2 separate regions of the Sus scrofa genome follow, and region 1 is linked to region 2. A link is a contact called in public Hi-C data. All regions are on one chromosome and are shown on one strand. Each heading gives the region's core, a stretch centred on a gene start, on an enhancer-like site or on the middle of the called end of the contact. The rest is flanking DNA. Distances are from core to core; before and after follow the strand shown. Region 1 holds the start of KAT7 (lysine acetyltransferase 7). Region 2 overlaps FAM117A (protein FAM117A).

Evidence for each region. Hi-C and Micro-C count contacts between places; a contact is called where the count stands out from the background.
Region 1: a Hi-C map of skeletal muscle shows a contact between it and region 2, with 7 times the contacts expected there. The contact joins the promoter of KAT7 here to the enhancer-like site in region 2. A contact is called at or near these places in 3 of 5 promoter capture datasets (fetal liver, fetal skeletal muscle and liver), 10 of 47 Hi-C or Micro-C datasets (embryonic fibroblasts, fetal liver, heart right ventricle and 5 more) and 2 of 2 datasets of contacts at active chromatin or transcription factors (alveolar macrophages and skeletal muscle).

What each region holds. Positions count from the first base shown.
Region 1 is chr12:25,968,877-25,972,462 of Sscrofa11.1, forward strand. It overlaps KAT7 (lysine acetyltransferase 7), which reads left to right and starts at 2,100. Exons shown (of 15, transcript NM_001195359.1): 1 at 2,100-2,257. The coding sequence starts at 2,243.
Region 2 is chr12:25,909,889-25,913,128 of Sscrofa11.1, forward strand. The region is part of intron 2 of FAM117A (protein FAM117A); the gene reads right to left. Among named protein-coding and RNA genes, the nearest start is that of SLC35B1, 23 kb to the left of the region's middle. Within about 2 kb of position 1,398, at least 25 of the 83 cell types and tissues checked have an H3K27ac peak or open chromatin away from gene starts, as enhancers often do. A contact at or near this core is called in fetal skeletal muscle, liver, omental adipose tissue and 3 more, where this site is marked.

The DNA.
Region 1 (3,586 bases), core at 850-3,349, 60 kb after region 2:
CACTTTTGCAAAGTCTGGCGGATGAGGATTGTCAGGGGCCCGGTCAAAGGCTTTAAACCAGCAGTTCGTGCATCACGAGCTAATTTCTGCTGGAGGGTATGCTCTTCAAGGACAAGGCATGTCTCAATGAAACTGTAAACTCTTTCGGTGTTAGCTGCAGTGTTTGAAAATGCAGTGCGAGGGATTAATGTGGAACATTTGTAATGTTGGTATTTGTATGATGAATGGCTAAGTCAGGATAAGATTTTATTCTCATATGCTAATTCCCAGGGAGGGATACTTCACCATCTTTGAGGGCTAGACATTCTGACAGTGTGAAACAGTAAACATATTTTGATTGAGGAACAAGAATTTACTATGGGTAGAGCACAGTCTGGCTGCCATTAAGGATGGTATAAAAGAAGAGAGATACGCTTTTTTTGTTGTTGTTTCGTTTTACTTTATTTTTAGGGCCGCACGCACAGCATATGGAAGTTTGAACATGGAAGTTCCACATCTGGGACCTACACCACAACTCATGGCCATGCCAGATACTTAACCCACTGAGGCCAGGGATGGAACCCACATCCTCATGGATACCAGTCGGGTTTGTTACCACTGGGCCACAACGGGAACTCCCGAGATATGGTCTTAACATAAGTGCTCTTTACCAGTAGTTGGGGAGCCAGAACACCCAAGAGTAACCTTGGGAACACCCGAGTAGGTGCAAAATAACAGTAATAGTGTGAAATTAAATAAGTTCTTTTGTGCAGTTCAACCTAAGTAGGCCATTTAAAGGTGTTTATGGTAAACATTAAAACCTAAATACTAACAGCTGCCTGTGTTATTACCAGCCCAGGATACACCCAAGGAGAGTGCTAAATAAGGGTCTGGAACTCTAATCCTTCTGAGTCCTCTGCTTAGCACAACAATCAGATGTTTACCTTCTGCTGCTTTGTTCTTTAGTTCAGCTCCAGGGGGAAATCTCCATCTTAGCTAGCCTCAGGTGAAACGGGCTCCAGGATCCTAACTTAATGACTCTTGGATTTTTTTTTTTTTTTTTTCCTCCCAGTCTCTGGGCAAAGCTTTACTCCACACAAGGCTTTTCTCCCAGCGAGGTTAAATCCTCAACGCTTGCTGTTCACTTCTCAGCCTTTTCTTACCGCTCTTCTGCCAACCTTACATCTTCCACCAACTTCTCCTTTCTAGGCAGCTAACATCAATGCCTTTCTGAGCTCCAGCTTTACTAAAAATATTCCTTCCTCTTCCTCCAACTCCTGACTCAAGCGTCTGGATTTCGAGAGGTCACTTGGGCTAATGGGGTTCAATGCTTTTCCAACTCTGGTACCGCGCACGCGCGCACACACACACACACACACTCATCCCGAGGGCCACCCAAGGCTCTCAAACCCATACAGGATGAGGGGACGAAGTGGGTGTGCTCACCACAGAGCTAAACTGGTAATTCTTTGGAGCAACAGTTTCTGGAGAATGGTTGTGTCTCCTTTCGCGAGTGAACGGATCAACATACTTGCGGTTCGCTAAAGGCAAGGACAATGTCTCCTCTACCAGACAAGAAACTTCTTCATGAAGGACGCTACCTTCTTTCTGTCCTTTCACAAGCCCCCATTCCCAGCACTGTGAGACACCGAATGGCTCTTAAAATAGTTTCTTGTGCAAAATAGCCCTTCCCAATTTTGAGTTTATGTGATAAAGGGAAACGTCCTTTAGCCAATTCGGCGACTAAGGGGTTAAACCTCAGCAACCTGATGGATTCTGGGGCTTTCTTTCCTCGACTTCAGAAATTAAAACCAAAGGGAAGGGAAATTTTGCCCATTGTAAAGATGAGAACTGTTAACTTCAACTGTCAGGCTTCTGCCCCAAACAGGAATGGCTACCCACGCCTACAGAGGATGCCATTCCCCTAACTAAAAATGGCGGGCCCCAGTTTCCACTGTCGCTGCCACTTTCTGCCCAATTCCAAAATGGCTCCCGCTAGCCTCACCGGAGGGGGAAACCTCCCAGAATCCTCTCTGGCCCTAACGTCAGGTGACGCAAGCCTCAGCCGGAAGTGGAGGAAAAAGCGCCTCAGCCCGCGGCGCCTGCGCAGAAAGGTCTAGACGCTGTGAAGCAGGAGGCACTTGGGATCGTCCGCAGGATTGGGACTGCTACAGAGGCCGCCACGGAGCCCGCCGGAGCCACCGTTCCCACTGCTGCTGCCGCCGCTGCCCGAATCGGAACCGTCGGGCCGCAGCCGCCGGCAATGCCGCGAAGGAAGGTGAGAGGAACGGGACAGGAGGGATGGCGGGTTTCTAAAGGGCAGTCGATTGAGAAGAGTGACGCAGTTGGCCACGCCTCACAGTGGTTGGGTTCCAACTTCCCGCTTCCCTGAACCTAGCTCAGCAACCCTCGCTTCTGTCCATACCCAACAGAAAAATGTGGGCCCGACTGTGGCCTCGGCCTATGCTTGCACCTATTCCCGCCCTCTGCTTGCCTGGCTCGGAGGCGTTCTTCTCGGCAATTGGTCGCTGAAACGTCTAGAAGCATGTTGATTGGCTGGCGACACCGCCCATTTGGGCCCAACGGTCACCTCCCCGCGTGTGGGGGCGGTGTCTAGGCCCGGCTCTACCGCTCTCCGACTGGATGTAGAGAACGATCCCTCTTCTCTTGATTGGCGGGGCTTGGCAGTCTGTCCTGTGGGGGCGCGGTTTAGCGGGACCGCGATTGGGTGGCACGAGTCCCCTCCCATCCGTATGGTGATGCTCATAGGAGGAGAGGCGGGGTTTGGGGAGTATCCTTCCTTTCCCCGCGGAGGACACAACAAAGCAGAGGACTGGGTGGTAGAGAAGCAGCGCCCACTCCCGAGGGATCCCTTCCAGGCCTGTTGCACCTAAGCTGCGGTTTTCCCTTATGTGCTTAGTTGGACAGCGCCTAGAAAATGAAGTTCGTAAATCGGAAACTTCCTAGAATTAAATGGGACTTGACGATGTCATCTAGGGACACCCCCATCCCTTTTCTCAGCTAAGCAGAGGCTTAAGGGAGTGCCCCAAGCCACTCAATTAGGCAATGACAGAGCCTGGACTACAGGACAAATCTAATTCAGTTCAACAAACGTTTATTGACTCTTCGCTATGTGCTGGTTGCCGAGGACTCGAAAATTAATTAGACATGATCACTGGCTTAAGGAATCAGAGTCTGAGAGGAAAACAGACATTTAAATAACTGTAGAAGGGTTTAGTAAATTCTCTACTTGGCAGTAATAAAGATTAATGGGAGGGAAGTGGAGCAATTTAATCTGCTCTGGAGTAAGATGGGAAGTAGTTGGTGAAAGCAGTAGAGGAGAGCTGAGCTCCAGGGTCATGCCAGGAAGGGATGGGCAGAGATGATTAGGGATTCAAATAGCTGGGTAATTGGATTGGATGACCTTTAAGACTCCCCTTTCATCTTAATTTTTGGTGATTCTCTGTGGATCCTCCACTCATTTCCTGGCAGATTATCCTTGAAATATTTGGAACGCTGGGTGGTGGTCTTGCTCATTTCTGCAGAAATCTTTCTCTTCACAGAGGCTTTCAAATATTTACATTTTTTAATGTCTCCAAAATGACCT
Region 2 (3,240 bases), core at 148-2,647:
TTGGGGGCCAGCTCTGAGAGGCCAGCTGACCCGGTGGAGGGCACTCCAGAAAAGGGGAAGCATGTTGAGATTGACCTAGACAATCCTCCGAGGCGCAAAGAAACCTCTAGATAATGGTGACATCACCCGAGAGCCTTCCTAGTCCTTGCTGACTGGCCCCTCCGTGTCCAGCTCCCACTGCACCCAAGTGCTTCCTAACAGCCACCAAGCTGTCCCCCGGGCGACCTGGCCACCCTGCTCCCGTCGTGTACCCTGGCTCAGAGCAGGCAGCAGCCCCGAAGCACACCATCACTCATCACCGCATCCACAAGCCATTTCCCGAATAAGATCCATCCATCTCTCTCCCTCACCTGCCCCCGATATTTGGGGAAGCCAGCGCTCCATGTCAGACTCTAAATTGCCTGGGAACCACCCATGCTATCCTTCGTGCCTGCCTATGAGCTTAAGCCCCAGCTGAGCCCAGGGAGGGAACAGCAGGACAGGTGGCCACCTGCTTTGTTCAAAAACCCAGGGCTTTTAACCCCACCTCTTGCCTTGTAAGAAGCCTTAAGGACGCAGTGTGCCTGGATGTCTAAATGGCAGGTCTTCGGCCATGAAACTTGCAGGGCTCTTCCTTGCTTGGGTGCTGGTGGTGGCAGGGGGCGGGTGGGGGGAAGCCAAGCTGCTCGGCTGCTGTCCTTCCTGCAAGCTCTGCCCCGGGAGGGCCAGGCTGTGTCCAGAGACACATTCCACAGCTGGCTCAGGATGTGAGTTGGGGTGGGGGGCAGAAGGGAGGGCCTGCCAGAGGCGTGGATGTACCACACTGGTGTGGCCAGAAGAGAAGGCACAGAAGGGGAGGGGAGGGGTGGGAACAGCCCCGCCTCGAGCTCAGAGGCATGAGGGAAAGGCGCTGGCATCCCTTATTTTTAGCAACTTAAAAGCTTTCAAGGGCTTTGTTAGATCCTGCCTCCCTACCTCCCCTCTGCTCTTCCATCTCCCCAGAAAACCTCTCCCTCATCCCCAGTCCTTTCTGGGTGAGGTCGGGCTGAGCTGGGAAGGGGCATCTGTGATTGAGGGAGCGGCTCAGGTCTCATGGCATCAACGCCAGTGTTGAAGGAGGTAGCTTGTGCCAGGCCAGGGCGCTCAAGCAGGCATTTGAATGCAGCCCAAAACCTAGAAGCAGAAAATTCCCAGGAGGCCAGGAATGAAAGATGGGGCAGAGTGCATACTTGGGCTGGGATGCCTACGTTGATCAGAACTCTCCCATCTCCTGACTGCAGCCACAATATTGACAGGTTGCTAAGAGTTCCTCGAGGGCTGGAGCCCATCCCAGGGAAAGAGGAAAGCTGCATGGCTTGGCCTTGCCAGACCCACGGAGGCGCATCGCTGACCTCTGTCTTGCTGTGGCAAGAAGCCCAGACTTGTTACATAAAAGATCTGGCCTGCAGCTGGAGCCTGAGCAAAAACACACAGCCTAGAGCCCATGCCTCTCAATCCGGCCAGAGAACATCTGAGGCCAAGCCTGCCCTGAGTTGACAAAGAGAATGCTATCTGAGGAGTGGGGTGGGGGCTTCCTAGAAGGCTGGTAGCAAGAAATGAGAGGGATACAGGGATACGAGGATGGAGGCAGGGAGCTGCGTGGGAGCCCATGTCTGATGAAGGGGGATGCCAGCATGAGCTTACACCACTGGAAGCAACCTCAAGTCCTGCTCCTCCAGGAAGCCCTCCATGACTAGACACGCTTGGACTAAACATTCCTCGGGAAAAAGAAAGGGGTGTGTGCTCCAGGCCTGTGAATGGGAAGCATAACCTACCCCCCTTGCCCTTTTTGGGGGTGGGGGGGCAGGGATCAGCAGTGACCCGGGCTCCCAAGAAGTCGGCCTACTCTGCCTGCTACGTGGGGCGTGCTCCCCCTTCAAACCTCTCCCCAGAGTGAAAGAGCGCCATCGGTTTTTAACTGCGGCAAACTCTTGTTGGTCCAAGGTGGTGTGTTCCCAGGAGAAGCCCCCTCCTGTAAACTGTGCCAGACACTCGGCGCTCCGTTCCCTGGCCTTCATGGAGCTGGCATCCAGACTCACCAAGGCCAAATCTTGTTCTCATTTCCTGGTTCTTCCCTCCGACCTGCCAAGAACAGGACTGGGCATTCAAACATTCACTAATAACATCTGAAAACGGATCTCATTTAAAAAATAAATAAAAGAAAGCGGCTGACGACGCGATGTGCTCAGCAGAGCACGACGGGGGACGTGAGAGCAGAAAACCCTTTGCCATTTGGCCGCCACCCCACCTCCGACGACGCAGGCGGGGCAGGCACGCTCCAGCAGCGGGTGAAGGAAGGGCGGCTGGCCTGGCATCCCCCAGGATTCGGGCTGCCTCTGAGCCTGTGTTCTCCCCACCCTGTTTCCTCTTTCCTGAGAACAGCTCATTTGTTCGGAAGCTGAACAGGAATGGGTTTAAACTGCCACAAAAGTGAGAGAAGAGTTGACTCTTCAAAACGTCACTGCTGAGAAGGTTGAAGTTCTGAGTCGGATGAAGAAATACCTTTGTATAATTTCACATACAGAGTTCCCACAGTGGCACAGCGGCAATGAATCTGACTAGGAACCATGAGGTTTCAGGTTCGATCCCCACCATGGGTTAAGGATCTGGCATTGCTGTGAACTGCGGTGTAGGTCTCAGACGCGATTCGGATCCCATGTTGCTATGGCTGTGGTGTAGGCCGGCAGGCGCAGCTCGGATTGGACCCCTGGTATGGGAACCTCCACATGCCGCGGGTGCAGCCCTAAAAAGACAAAAAAAAAAAAGAACAAAGCAGACTTGCTTAACTATAAAACCATAAATAAAAGCACAAGATATGGAGTTTCCGTCGTGGTGTAGTGGAAATGGATCCGACTAGGAACCATGAGGTTGCAGGTTTGATCCCTGGCCTTGTTCAATGGGTTAAGGATTTGGCGTTGCTGTGAGCTGTGGTGTAGGTCGCAGACACAGCTCAGATCCTGCGTTGCTGTGGCTGTGGCGTAGGCCGGTGGCTATAGCTCCAATTAGACCCCTAGCCTGGGACCACTCCACATGCCATGGGTGTGGCACTAAAAAATAAATAAATAAATAAAATAATTTTACAAACGAGATGACTGCTTAGGCTAACACTACCTCATTCCAAAACTGCCCCATGGGCTGGATGATTGATGGAGATCCCTTCCAAGTTTAGGATTCTTCGTGAAAAGACTATTGTGAGGAAAAATCCTGAAGGAGGGGACCTGG